3 separate regions of the Zea mays genome follow, and all the other regions are linked to region 3. A link is a contact called in public Hi-C data. All regions are on one chromosome and are shown on one strand. Each heading gives the region's core, a stretch centred on a gene start, on an enhancer-like site or on the middle of the called end of the contact. The rest is flanking DNA. Distances are from core to core; before and after follow the strand shown. Region 1 holds the start of LOC100286313. Region 2 holds the start of LOC103647598 (alpha-L-fucosidase 1). Region 3 holds the start of LOC100192578 (Transcription factor TCP9).

Region 1 (4,817 bases), core at 1,450-3,949, 130 kb after region 3:
AAAAGATAGCCCGTGGCAGTAATCAAATACGAGCGATACGCGACGCGACCCGTCGTAGCGCCCGCTGACCCCGACCCGAGTGAGTGAGCCACAGCCGCGGAAATACCTGCCTGGATTTTTCTCCGTCCCGTACGCCGTTGCCTTCCGCGATTTTGCCCCCTTGGCGCTTCCGGAGGCGCCGAGGCAGGCAGGCAGCTTCCGTGCAGTGCAGTGCAGTGCAGGAGGGCTTTGGCCACACGCCCACAGCCTGCTGGGTGCTGGCTGTTGTTGTCGCGCCGGTAGCTAGCGTGCTCCAGGCTCCAGCTAACCTCTGCAGGTTGCTCCGTACCTTTTTTTTCCAAAAAAAAATCGCTACATGTATTTTGGTCTAAAATGAAAATATCGTACTAGTAAACTAGTAGTGGCTCTGGATTCCTCCTCGCATCTTGGAGAACCCTGCTCGGAAGCGCTTCGGATGGGGATTATCTCGTTGTGCTCGGCAACCTTTTCAGGCCGGTCACCTGATCAGGATAGGGCTATTTAAATTTGTATTTCTAATTTTGTCACCTTCCTCGTTTTTATCCTTAGCCATATTTTTCTTTTTGCGCTCAGTTTTTACACTTCCGCTATATAACACTAGAAGACAAAATCGAGAAAAAAAACACGACTATAGATAAAAATGATGACAGCATCAAAACTGAGCTCATCAGCTTAAAGAAAAACTATTAGAATATGGGAGCCGTTCAAAGTTGTGTATGGGCGGGGCGGGACGGAACCTTAATTTTTTTTTATTATGCTGCCGGTGCTAATAATCTCATCTGGCAGGGGCTTACCTCAGCTGCAAGTGGAAGGTACACCGGGGGATACATGCATCCTAGTGCCAGTACAGTAATCTGTATATATATATAAAGATGTTTTTCTTTCTTTATTGGGTTCTTTGAACTAGATGCACTTTTCGGCCCAAGTTCGATTATGCTACTAGTCAGCTTAATCGCATACGTCATAGACGATGTGATACACAGATGCAACTTCTTTTTTCTTTACGTGTTATTATGTACGGGGCCTCGGTACTGTTGGCTACATGATTATTTATGGCCTGTTTGATTTTCTTTAGTCTAGAGACTAAAGTTTAGTTCCTAAAATGTTTGGTTCTAAGGGCTAAAATCAGTAAGAATATACTCATGACTCATAAAAAGACTAAAATGGTCTTTAACGTTCTCCTGCTATTAGTACAATTGAATTAAACGAGGGATAAATATGGAATTAATATGATTTAATATATTTTAGCACATATGTGAAGAACTAAACTAAAGATTAAATCATTTTAGTCCATATTTTAGACTTAGTATTTGATAAAAAAAAGGACTAAATGAGATTAAAAACTAGAGACTAATCTTTAGTCCCTCTAACCAAACACCCCCTCAGTGTGTACTTAGTTTAAACAAGTGGCACGTTTGTTCCGATCGTCTGGAATATCGGTGCAGAAACGTGCAGCACTGGTACGAGAAACCGCGGCAGAACACACATGCGCAGAGCTGTGACCTGAGATGGTAGTACAGCTGTTTTCAAGTGCAGAAGAATGGAGTCAAGGATTGCGGTTGGCGCTTCGCTCCCTTCCTTCGACCGGCCTCAAACAGCCAGTCTTTGGTGGAGCTACACCTGGGTCCCATCCTTAGTTTGCATGCCGTTAGCGGTTACAGTGGCAGCTTCAAGGTCAACCACTATTATAACCCCATACATATTGAGAGTCAACACTATAATAATAATAAGCTCAAGACTTTTTGCTACCATTACAAAGTCAACGGCCATGCTCTGTTTTTTTCCCAATCTGCTCTGTTTCGTTAATAGAAGCAGCAGTAACCTTTGTGCAGTTACCAAATTGTGGCACAGGACACGACGAGAACGAGAAAAGGTAAAAACCGAAAGTACAGCGACCACTAGTCCTAGCCTAGTAGCTCCAGAGCGGCAATTCGGAAGCCACGCCGTCGTCGCATAACGCGGGGACAATGGGCGGTGGCTCCACGAGCATCGCCTGCGCCAAGTTCGCGTAGTACAGGTCCCAGCTCATGCCACCGAACATGTCCAGCTCGAACGGCGAGTCGTCGTCGGTGGTGGTGGCCGAGGAGGACTCGTCGCCGTCCTTGTCGTTGGGCGACGTCGAGGACGCGGCCGAGAGCGCGTCCCCCTCCTCCTCCTCGCGGCGGCGCAGGAAGCTCTCCACGGCCTCCGCCACGGCGCGGCGGACGTCGGCGAGGCTGGCGTACGAGGCCGTCGGCACGGCGAGCAGCCACGCCGAGTCCGCGAAGTTGAGGCGCGCGGCGCCGGCGGCGACGGCGAGCATCGCGGCGTCGTGCGCGCGGGCCGCGGCCTCGGCGGTGTCGAAGGTGCCGAGCCAGAGCCTGCAGCCGCGCCTCCCGGGCACGCGCACCTCGCAGACCCACCGCCCGGCGCGGCCCCGGCGCCGCACGCCGCGGAACACCGGGTGCCGCGTCTCCCGGAACTTGGTGCGCCCCGCCGGCCGCTTCTTCGGCGGCGACGCCCACGCGGTCTGGTGGTGTTCCGACGACGACGAGGTGGAGGTGGAGCTACTGCACGGCGAGCCGGACTCGGCGCTCGTCGTCTCCCTCTTGATTGGGCACATCTTAGCTCGCTCGATTTTAAGGTGTTGATCGATCTGCCTGGCTGCTGCGATGCGACTTGGCCTTGGGTGGTTTTTGCGATGCGAACGATGGGATTTGCGGGCGCATATTTATAGGTGGCGGCTGCTGAAGCAGAGTAGAAAGCGCGGGGATGGATTGGAGGCACTCACAGTCACAGTCACACAGCGGGAGAAAGAAAGCAGAAAGGGGAATGCATCTGGCTGCCTGAGGCAACTTGCAACCAGGCAACAGGGTGGCTTCGACTTGGAGATGGAGAGTGACATCCCACGCTTTCTTTATTGCAACTTGCGACCATGAGATGATAGATACTGCCTTTTGCTTCCCGTTGCCGGTCTTTGTCTCTGGTTTTCCACAACCACAAACAACATACAGACACAGTAAACGCCCTCGGCCCTCGCGGCCTTGTCATTTGTGAAATGCCATTTTTTTTATAGCTACTACTTGGCTGCAGCATTGGTATACAAGAACTCGTGCTGTGTTGACTCAGGGAGGGTGGGTAAGGGCATCCCACATAAATGATACGTATCTTAAGAGTTATTTAAAAGGTAAGTGAAAAAAACATAAGAGATGAATTTTGGTGAAAGAATGTTTTTAGCACGGTTCTCTGTTTCAAGATACTGTTCCAGTCATACAATCCATATAAATAAGCAGTGCCTTAAAGAGTTCGAGTGAATAAGATACTAAGCTTAAATACAAGAGCTCGTATGAATGAGTTTCTTAGGTGTATCTAGTGTTTGAACAACAACAACAACAACATATTTAGCTTGTACATGCCCAAGATGGTCGATGACATCGGTTAGACTGGTCAACAGGTCCTGACACCGGTTGAACCGCCCTAGGGCCGGTTCAACCGCCTGGTGGCAAGTTGACATACAGTCTGTCTGTCAGTCAAGTCAGACAGAGCAATTGACCTAGAGACTAGTTGAACTGCCCCTAGGGCCAGTTTAACTGGTATTGACCATAAAGTTCAGGACATAAAATACAGGTTGAACTGCCCCGAAGGCAAGTTAAAATGGTTTTAGCCAAAGAGTTTTATAGTTGAAGTTAAGCTCAACTCAGCTGAAGAAGCTCAACTCAGCTGAGAAAGTTCAACTCAGCTGATAAAATTTAACTCAGTTGAAAAAGTCCAACTGCTTTTCAACAAGAACACTATGTCTTGGACGACACCAACGAACATGGGCGAAGTCCAGTAGATGTATCGGGACCCGTGCAGCCGATGGTGACGACGCGACGTAACTGAGCCGCAAAACCAGGACCGGTCGGCGGCAGGCAGCCCCGGTATATCACACACGACACAAAAGCGGGCAGCAGTGGGATCGCAGGGAAGCTACCGCCACTTGCGGGCTCCCGTGTGTACAGTAGTGTGGTAGGCACGCCCACTTGCGGGCAACCGGACAAAACACAACTTTTTTTTTGGGCGTCCGGCTCAATCAATCGGCCCTGCCCAAGTTGTGGGAGATGCTTCTCCTAGTCCTCTCCCGCCGCGCTGATCGCCCAAGCCACGGACCCCCACCTAGCTAGCCGACGCCCAAAAAGTCGGGCCGTCCATAAGAAAATGTGATGGCTCCCGTCGTACACCCGATTGATCGATTGGGCACGGTTCGATCGCACCAGCAGGGTTGACACGACCTGAGAAGTTAGTTTAAAAAAAAACTCTTATATTATCTTTAATGACAGTTAAAAAAATTAAAAATAGAAAACCTTCTTATTGTACTCCTATTAGACGTCGCGTGCGCAACCACAATTTCTTAACTTATCCGTATGACCGTATACACGCACCTTTGCGCTCTGGCACGGTTCGTGGCTATCCTATCTCTCATCCTCTGCCTTTTACTTTAATGGCCTTTTCGACCGCTTGTTCTTTAAAATAGGAATGGGTAGCCTTTCGCGGTTGGATTTTTGTTCAGGTACAGCTTCACCTTGATGCTGACGGTCCTGGAACACAGGGTGATACTCATGCTTTGCACCCAAACCATGGCTGTTTCTTCTTTTTTTAAAAAAAATAAAAGAGCGGACGCGCTAATCTAATGCGAACCAGCTGCCCACTGCCACTGAGCCACAGGGGACGACTGCCCCCCGTATTTCCTTTTCGCGCCTTTTTTTGTCTATGGTAGTGTTTGGTTGAGGAGCCAAGTAGAACGAAACCGTTCCATCCTTAATTCTAGGAACGAAGCCGCT
Region 2 (5,085 bases), core at 2,006-4,505, 180 kb before region 3:
ATAATTATACATTTTTTGAATAAGAGGAACTCATCGAATTTAGAGTAAAAATGTCAAGGGAATTATAAATTAAAATGGAGTATATTCTAAATTGCACATGTGCAAACAGTCATTAGGTCCAAGCGTGCAATTATCTTTCTTAATTCGTTAGATCTAGATCCAACCATATGTGAATTGTTATTTGATTGAGACTTTTTTAAAAAGCTAGACGTGGTGGTGGTAGAAGAGTTTAAATGTTAAATATGATATATGGTTAGATTTAGATCTAACGGATCAAGAGAAATATTTGCATGCTTGCATATAATGGCTGCTTTCATATTAGTCGTTGACATGACTAATATGCAAGTAGTCATTACGTGTAATTAACTCTCATTGATCCATTATATCTAGATCCAACCGCATGCGTAATCATAGTTTGTTAGGGTTTTTTATAATGCTACACGAAATGAGGGTTGATTTATTTAAATACTAAATATGATATAAGCTTAGATCTAGATTTAACGAACTAAGAGACCTGCTTGTATGATTTCACGTAACAGCTGTTTACATATTAGTTGTTGTATTAGTAATTGCCCTTAGGTCGTTGAAGACAGTCTTTTGCGGTTCCGGGTTCGCATCAAGAGGGACCGATAAAACAGAGCCGCTTTCTGGCAGGTGCGCCGCTGGTGTCGCATGTCGCTGTTCCGTTGCTTGGGGCTGGCACGAGCAGGACAGGACGACGTCGACTGCCCACATACCATAATTACACCAAAAATCGAGTACATAAGACTATCTCCAGCAACGTCCCCTAAATTCTATCCCCTAAAGGAATATTCTCTGTCCTATACAGCACGCTCTAAAAAATTCTATTCTCTATATCTTTTTCATCTCCAACAACGTCCCCTAAATTCGGTCCTCTATATCTATAGTGTACCGGAATTTATAATACACATTATTTTTACATGTCACTTATAAAAAATTAATTAACTTATGTTGCGAAATAAAAATACTTCTTACAATACATTTTCATTTTATATACAAATTACTCATCGATCATATTATTTACAAAAAAAATGTATTATGTATTTCCTATCATACGCACGGAAACAAAAAATCATTCATGTGATCCAAGAATTAATTAGAGACTAATTAATTTTTAAAACCGACTACAACCAAGCGATAGCAGACAAATTTGTATGGCATCTGTACGGCATCTGACAAGCGCAGGAGAAAAAGTAGAGAGAGGAAGAGGCTGGACTGCATGTGAGAGCAGGATAGCGGATGAACAAGTACGCTCTGGCTTTAGCGCTCGTCAAAGTCGTCCGCTATTTTACAGTTTCATTTACAGGTTGCTGCTGGAGCCGATAGCGGACGTCTCATCCTCTAAATTTAGAGTACAGGACCATTTAGGGTTCGTTGCTGGAGACAGCCTAAGTCCCTTGCGCTCGCCACGTCACATGGTGGCCGCCGCGACGAAGGGGTCGTAGTGGAGGCCCACCGCCGAGAGCAGAGGCGGGCCACGCCGCGCCGTGATCCAGACCCTCACCGTCCCGCCGGCGACGGGGCAGGGCAGCCGGTGCAGCCGCTTGTGCCCCACTGTTGTGCCGTAGGCCACGGGCGCGCCGTCGACGTACACCGCGTGCCGCTCCACGCGCTGCCCCAGCGCCACGTGCTCCTGGATCCGGACCACGTTGAACGGCCGCGCCTGCGCGCCCGGCGGCCGCCGCAGCTCGATCCAGTAAACGTCCCTTCGCCCGTCCTCGGCCGTCGGCGCCCAGTACGTGTCCTCGCGGCCGTCCAGCACGTTGCGCGCCGCGAACCCGGCGCCGCGCACGCTGCTGGCCCTGGCCTCGCTGCCCGCGGCGAGGTCCGTGCCGAAGATGGTGGCCACGGCGGCCCCGAACTCGCGCAGCCGCGCCATGTCGGCGTCCTCGACAAGGCCCGTGGAGTTGGGCGGCACGTTGAGCAGGAGCACGCAGTTCCGGCCGACGGAGTTGTAGTAGATCTCAAGCAGCTGGCGCAGCGGCTTGGCCGTCTCGCTCTTGTGCCAGAACCAGCCTGGCCGGATCGACACGTCGCACTCCGGCGGCACCCAGTCGCTCCCCCGCGGATCGCCCTCGTTCAGGTACCTGCAGGCACGCGCAAACAATGGCTCTTGCATGTTCATGATATCGTATTGTATGTTTGCACGTACTTCTCGTCGCTGGCTTCGCCTATGGTGATCATGGAGCGGTTGACGGTGGACCAACAGGTGGTTCCGGCTTCGCCTGTCTCGTCGCCGACCCACCGGACGTCGGGCCCGACGGCGGAGAAGATGTTGATGGAGGGCTGCAGCTGCTTCACCGTCTGGAACCATTCCTGGAAGTGGTACGTCATATTGGTCGCGTCCTTGCCCTTGGCGCCGTCGAACCAAATCTCCGACACGCTCCCGTACCTAGCTTTAGTTTGTTTCCGCACAGAATCGCTATGCAAGTAAGCTTACATAACATTTGCTAGGCGATGCTCTGGTTACTCGCCGCATAGCCGGCCGGCGTGCAGCTCGGAACTGACCCGGTGAGGAGCTCGTGGAGCTGGGACTCATAGTACTCGTTGTACGCGACCTCTTGGCCGTACCGCTCGTCGTGCCGGTCCCACGGCGAGAGGTACAACCCGGTGTCAACGCCGCGCGCGCGGGCGGCGTCCACGAATTCCCTCACCACGTCGCCGCGGCCCCCGCGCCAGGGGCTGGCGCGCACGGAGTGGGCCGTGTACTCGGACGGCCAGACGCAGAACCCGTCGTGGTGCTTGGCGACGAGGATGGCGAGCGAGGCCCCCGCCGCCCGCGCAGCGTCCATCCACTGGGTGGCGTCGAGCCTCGCGGGGTAGAACAGGGACGGGTCCTCCCACCCCGTGCCCCACTCGGAGTCCGTGAAGGTGTTCATGCCGAAGTGGAAGAACATGATCACCTCGCGGCGCTGCCATTTCAGCTGCGCCGCCGACGGGATCGGCAGCACTGGCAGCGGCGTTGGCGTCGCGCGCCAAGCCTCTGTCGTGGAGATGAGGACGGCTACGGCCAGCGCCGCGGTGGCCAGGGACAGCAACGGGCTGGCCATCGTGTCGACTGTTGTCGGTGCTTCTTTGCCCGGGACGGCCATGTGTAGCGAACTAACGATATATACTGGCCACTGGGCGGCCCAAGCACTGGGAGAAGAGATTTTTGCTATTATGGGAAATGGCCGGGTGGGCTTCGCCATAATAAAATTAATGCCGCGATGTTAGGAAAAAATGGAAAGGAAACAGTTTATCTCTTCGCTCGAATGGGACGCTGTCACCATTGCACGACATTGCTCGAATGGCTGCGTCTCAGGTACAGGTAACTGATTTCTTTCGGCTTTGGCTTTTGCGTGCAGTGCTTTGTCGTTACTTTTTTGGCTTGCGAAGTGTGTTAACCCCACCAGTCGTGCTGAGTTTGAATTAGGGACGGTAATGGATATGAGTATGGGTAAATAACCGCGAATAAATATCCATTAGATATAGGTATAGTATAATTTACTATCCACGAGTACGAATATGTATATAATTACGTATCCACGGATAATTTTTTCGTATGTATTCATACCCGTTAACCGATGAGTATTTGACATGTAGGCCATCTGAATTCAACACATTATACTAAATCCCTATTTTTCAAATTTCATCTATGACATGTTGTTTGATGCTAAAACTATCATTTAATGCTACTGGAATGATAAATTTTTGAAATATGATAAAATTGTTGTTTGGTGTTTAATGTTAAAATTTTAGTGGACGGACGGATAATGGGTATCCGCCGGGTAGTGATATCCAACGGGTACATTCATACCGACGTACGTATATGGGTACGTGGATTCGCGAACCATATATCCGTGTTTTATCCATCCGATTGCCATCCGTAGTTTACATACACACAATGTTTCACTTGCACGGATGAAATCTGAAATTGGCAAGCAACGGGGCGGGGGTGTCAAGCTATGCATTTCATCGTGAACAAAAGTTTAAGGGCCCCTTTGAATGCATCTGACTAAATTTTAGCGATATCAAATCAGATATTTGAATACTAATTATAAGTATTAAATATAGTCTAATTATAAAACTAATTACAAATAAGGACTAATCGATAAGATGAGTCTCTTAAGCTTAAGTGGTCCATGATTCACTCATGTGATGCTACAATAAACATTTACCGATCATTGATTAATAATTAGGCTTAATAAATGCATCTTATCGTTAGTCTTCATCTATGTAATTAATTTTATAATTAGACTATATTTCATACTCATAATTAACATTCAAACATTCGACGTGGCATAGACTAAATTTTATTATGGAGAACCAAACACCCCTAAGACCATAAACATTCAATGTGACATAAACATTTAATGTTATGACTCATATAGATTTGATAATTGTGTCAAAATAGTTTTATCCCGATGAAATTTGCTTTCTCTCTTTTTAAAAAGAGTGTCAGATCATAAAAAATGCTTATATGATAATTTATTAATGTAAACGAAACTCTTATGAAACTTTCATCGAGACCGGGCTAAATAATCTCAATGCAAAAGTTTTGATGTAGGGTTGTATAGACTTATCTGCCCATACATGCCGAATAATCTGGTTACCTACGGAAAGGTATTACTCCCTCGTTCATGAGTATACGATATTTTATCTTTTAGACGTATTACTTTACTATATATAGAGGGAATGTATATTATGGGCTTTAGACTTTAATAGCTAGGTGAAGCCCCCGGTCCATTGGTGCCTTCTGGTTCAGTCGTACCATCTCAAACAGAACCAAACCTCAGATCGTCTAAAAATATGCTCAAACTGCCAAGGATTAGGGTTTTTTCGTGGCGGTGGATGCACAAGGCGCGAGCGAGTGACGGCGGTTGCACGTGGCGTCAGCGGCCGAATGTTGACAACACCATCTGCACGGTGACCTCGCTGACGAGGCACACATAGGCATGCTGCACCAGTAGCAGCTCACACAACATGACAACGAGGCACGCGAGGGTAGGCATGTCACAATCTCCATGTGTTATGTGTAGTGTTTGTCACCTCCAAGAACTCCTCGAGCTCCGATGAGCCAAA
Region 3 (4,846 bases), core at 821-3,320:
TCAGCAAATCGAAGAAGAGGGTCATCTCGCACATAGGGGATGGTACCCGTTTTAATCATTCTATGTTGTTGTCGAGATGCCTGCATATGTAACTAATTTTTGATTCGTCAATAAGTATTTATTTATCGTTCTTGTTTTCTTGCTAATGAATTTCATATCATTGTATAGGACCACGTATACGGAATGGACCCATACCAGGATCCTTCCAACATGCCTAAATATTATGACTCGAGCTAAATATGTGAGTATTGTGAAACAAGTCGACATATGTGTTGTGGACTTGTGGGTCAACTCTAAAAAGAACTTGTATTTGGGTATTGCGCAATCTAATGGTTGTTTGTTACATTAGAATTGAAGTTTGTGATTGCATATGTGGTGTATGAGTCAATTAGTATTTGCTATGTAATGTGAATTGGGCAAATTACAAACGTACCCTGTCAAAATTTCCTATTTTTTCTATAAAAACAAAAAACAGTTAATATAGTCACCAAGTATTGGACGGTTTATCGCCGGTTTTTCGCTGTAAAACAGTTTTGAATTTGTTCAAATTTGACATGGGCAAACCGGTCAGTTTTGCTGGTTTTCACCGATTTACCGGCAGTAAACTATTATTGGTAGGAGCGGTTTTTCACCCAAAAAACGAAAAACAGTTTGGTTATATTTGCTCACGACAGAGGCGTTCATGTCTAAATAATGAGATCTTCGTATAGGCATAGCCACATAGGCGCCAAACGCCCCCAAAAGTTGTGCATCCCATAGGGCCAGGGTAAGATAAGGGTAAACACCGCTCTCCCAAATACAGTTCCAAATTTCCAATGCGATCACGCAAACTAGCGAGTAGCCAGTTCGCAAATAGCATCACCCTATTAACTACTTTTCACTGCTGCTGCTACTACAAAGGAAAGGACAAATGAGAAGAAAGTTAGACTGGTAATTCTGACCTACTCTTTGGAAGTTTGGATTGGAATTAGGCAGTTGACTGAGCTTCAGAATGCTGCGCCGCTACTCTTCCGAACTGGAATCAGTCACGGCAATCTCTTCGTCCACCCCCTCCCCGTCCCCGTGCTGGTAACCACCGGTCTGCTGGCCTTGCGATTCTCCGTCGCCAACAAGCTGCTCCCCATCGTAGACAACTTGCTGCTGGAAAACAGATTGCTGCTGGTAACTGAGGAATTCAGAATTGGTTGTGAAAGCCCAATAGTGAGTTGGCTGGTTGCCCGCGCCGGCCTGCTGCGGAACCATCCACATAGCCGCAGGCGGAATCATCTGTTTGCCATCGCCCGCTGCGCTGGGCCTCGGCGCCGCGATGGCGATGAACGGAATGGCGCCGGCGGGCGCCGCGGGGGCAGAGGCGGGGGCAAGGCCGCTGGACACCGAAATCGCGCCGCCGCCGTTGGCTTGGAGGCGGGGGTCAGCGACGACCGGGTAGTACGCCGCGGGGGCAGGTACCGCGGGTCCCACCGCGGCGCGCGTCGGCTGGAGCTTGCGCCGGCGCTTGGGGGCCGGTTCCTGCTGCTCGCCGCTGGCGTCCTCGGATGCCGGCTCGGCGGGTAGGCGGAGGACGCCGTCGGTGCCCGTGATGGCGATCGCGGGGACCGTGCCCGTGCCCGTGGCAGCGATGATGGATGGCTCCGTCTGCTGCAGCAGCCAGCGGATGGTCTCGCCGTCGGACTTGTGCCCTAGGTCCCGTGTGAGGCGGGCCACCCTCGCCGCGCACGCCGCCGCCATGCGTATGCGCCGCCCGCGGCCCTCCACCTTGGTGTGCCGGTCGCGGTAACGCGGTGCGGGACGCGGTTTGGATAACTGGAGTCCGCCGCTGCCCAGGAACTCCACCGGGACGGGCTCCGGCTTCGGCAGGCCGGACCCGCCCGCCTCGACCGACACCATCGCGTCTACCGCCACGGCCCCCGCCGCAGTACCGTTGCCGATCACCTCGGGTGCGAGGTATAGGGCTTTCGTGCCCTCCTCGCCCCTGCCCGGCGCCTGGGACTCCATTGAGAGATCGGACTGGCCTTCGTTTGGGGTCCCCTTCATCCAGTGGGGTCTGTCTCTGTTTTGACTTTCGATTTCGTGGCGGCGCCGTCTTTTGGGAGAAGAATCGTTCTGGCGTTTTATTAGCCTCTCTGGATGATGGATCCCGCAGATAGGGTTACGGGGCCACCGCCAAACGGGCCCGAACTTGCGGGTAGTTGGAATGGGACGATTCGGCCCACGGCAGCGGCAGGGGAGTGAACTTCTTTTTCTATTATTTTTATGAACAAAAATATCTCCTACGTTAGTAGTTCTCTAAAATAAAGCTATTTAAACTCTTGTTTAGCAAGTTGCTAAATACGACGCAAAAAATAGTTTGGTCTCCAACAATTCTTAATATTTAGGGAATTGTTTAATTTCGAATCTAGTTTTGGTGGGCCCGTTTTATTTTTTGGGGGTTATCTGCGCTAGTTAAGGCGGGATCGAGGGTAGAGGATAACGGAGAAGGCTAGTCAGAGCGATCTGTGGGGGAGCGGTGGTCTAGCGGTAGAGGAGAAGCTTATACCATCCGTGTCGGACCTGACTTTCTTGCTGCATGGAAAGGGGAAAAAAGAGCACGTTGGATCTGGCTACCACGCTGCGCAAGAAACGGAAATATGAGCATGCAGAGTGAAGAAATCGATGCCAACTCTGTTTAGAGAGTGTCTATCAAGTTGCTAAATATGGAGAGCAAATAAGGTTACATAGCAAGTTACTGAATTTAGCAAGTCTATTTGAAGAACTATTGGAGAAACATTTTTCTGTTCACTTCTTAAATTTAAGTTTTAGAGAGTTTGTCGGAGAGAAAATCCTCCGGACGGGTGGCAGAGTGCAGCCCCCTAATCCTAAGATGAGAAGGGGGATTAGGGATCGCCTGATTAGCTAGAAAAACACGAGAACACAAGAGTTAGAGTGGTTCAGGCATTGTGCAAGGGTAGGCTTGGAGAGATATAGTAAATATTTTACTTTCGTAAATGTAGACAGAAATATACATGTGGTGTAGCAGTAGCTACTGATTGCATTAGCTTGAGGGGCGTGGGGGAGAATGTGAGAATGGGGATGGGTGCAGGCTGTGCGGAGGAATATGTGTGGACTGTGTGGTATGGGGAATAAAAAAGACAGAACAAGAAATGAGAATTACAGAACAGTAAATGACAGGCTATTTTTACTATCTTATTAATTAGTAGAGATATTATATTTATTTTTTATGAGTATTAAATATGATTGTTACTAATTAGTAGAGACATTATATTTATTTTTTATGAGTATTAAATATGATCGTGTATTACGGCAGCGCACGACACTGTAATACTCCAGTAGTTAATTCCGCAAAGACAGGCACCCACCAAGAATAGGCGTTTGTCGTGTCTCGTGCCCGTGCCTGTGAACCTCTCACGTGCCGTGCCGGAATCTCGCAGCCATCGATCGATCCAGCAGATGTGCCAGCCGCCGCGGCCGCGCCAAGCCCAAGCCGAGCTGACGATCCTGATGCGGTTGAAAATTTCCACGAACATATAGATCCTCATCGTCGACCCCATCCGTGGTGCTCCCGGTGCGCCAGGCTACCAGAGTCCGACGCAGACGTAGCTCCCGGCCACAGCAGAGCCCACGCCTTGAGCCCTTGACGCGCTCCGTGTGAGTGGAGCGTACGGGCGCCGGCCGGCGGCCAGAGAGGAAACGGATCTAGGAGGCTCAGCTGAGTCGAGGAGATGGACCGCAAAGATGTCGGGATCCTCGCCATGGACATCTACTTCCCGCCCTCCTGCGTGCAGCAGGTAAAATTATTTTCCCAACTTCTAACTGTGCGCGTTACTATTTCGGTTCTGCTGTTACGACCGACTCCGCTGCGGGGCGACTCTGATGCTTCCGATCCGCGTCTCCGGGACCTTCCGCATCGGCGCATTGCAGTGCGGGGTGAAGATGGGACTTTCCTGCGTCTAAGGATTGTGTTTCTCTAGAAATTGACGGAAGTATTTGGCTAGATGGGTCTCATGGGTGGAATTGTCGCCACTTGTTGGGTAAACCTTTGATTATTCGTGATTGCCGTGCAGTAATGCCGCTGAAGATCAAATCGATAGTTAGATATGCGGTATTTAAGATTATAATTCAAATATTTGAAACTCCAGTAAATTTGGAGAGTTTGACCTCCAAAGATCCGTGTAAATACGGGAAAGTGAGCATTTCAAGTAAAACATGAGAAGTTCCGGTTTAGCTGGTGTTTGTTTTAGTGAGCGAAAATTAGGCTCATTGTTTTTAATAAATAAAAACCTCATAGCTGATGGCTTTAATGTAGGAGGCACTTGAGGCCCATGATGGGGCGAGCAAAGGGAAGTACACCATTGGGCTTGGGCAAGATTGCATGGCCTTTTGCAGCGAGGTGGAGGATGTCATCTCAATGAGGTATATTCTCTTTTGATAGCCTAAGATAAACAAGACTGTTAGTCTGTTTCATGTTTATATTCACATAGATCGCTTTTTCCCACCTAGTTCAGCAAATGGAAAAAAAACTTCCCAATGCATATATTGTGTTGTGTGGGAGATGTATATAGTTGGTATTCTAAGGGTGTATGCAGTTGATATTTTGGATATAGGTTTACATTTTGATTTGGATCCTCATGGAAGAGCTAATTGCTTGCAGTTTGACGGTTGTCAATTCTCTGCTGAAAAAATACAAGATTGATCCCAAGTTAATCGGTCGCTTGGAGGTTGGAAGTGAAACAGTTATAGACAAAAGTAAATCCATCAAAACTTGGCTGATGCAGATCTTTGAGGTTTGTTAGTCTAACTTTGTAGAGTCCCCATGTAGCATCAACACATGTACAGATACAGTATTTTC

Evidence for each region. A called contact is a pair of places that touch in the nucleus more often than the background predicts.
Region 1: a contact with region 3 is called in a Hi-C map of endosperm, with 3 times the contacts expected there. The contact joins the promoter of LOC100286313 here to the promoter of LOC100192578 in region 3. A contact is called at or near these places in 2 of 25 Hi-C or Micro-C datasets (endosperm and leaf).
Region 2: a contact with region 3 is called in a Hi-C map of leaf, with 7 times the contacts expected there. The contact joins the promoter of LOC103647598 here to the promoter of LOC100192578 in region 3. A contact is called at or near these places in 2 of 25 Hi-C or Micro-C datasets (bundle sheath and leaf).

What each region holds. Positions count from the first base shown.
Region 1 is chr2:200,580,635-200,585,451 of Zm-B73-REFERENCE-NAM-5.0, forward strand. LOC100286313 reads right to left here and starts at 2,700. Exons shown (of 1, transcript NM_001159200.1): 1 at 1,721-2,700. The coding sequence starts at 2,620. The coding sequence ends at 1,928.
Region 2 is chr2:200,265,550-200,270,634 of Zm-B73-REFERENCE-NAM-5.0, forward strand. LOC103647598 (alpha-L-fucosidase 1) reads right to left here and starts at 3,256. Exons shown (of 3, transcript XM_008672108.3): 1 at 2,530-3,256; 2 at 2,174-2,413; 3 at 1,262-2,108. The coding sequence starts at 3,212. The coding sequence ends at 1,433.
Region 3 is chr2:200,448,600-200,453,445 of Zm-B73-REFERENCE-NAM-5.0, forward strand. LOC100192578 (Transcription factor TCP9) reads right to left here and starts at 2,071. Exons shown (of 1, transcript NM_001137793.2): 1 at 685-2,071. The coding sequence starts at 2,034. The coding sequence ends at 1,003. It overlaps LOC103647599 (hydroxymethylglutaryl-CoA synthase), which reads left to right and starts at 3,358. Exons shown (of 12, transcript NM_001352176.1): 1 at 3,358-3,785; 2 at 4,304-4,410; 3 at 4,649-4,781. The coding sequence starts at 3,720.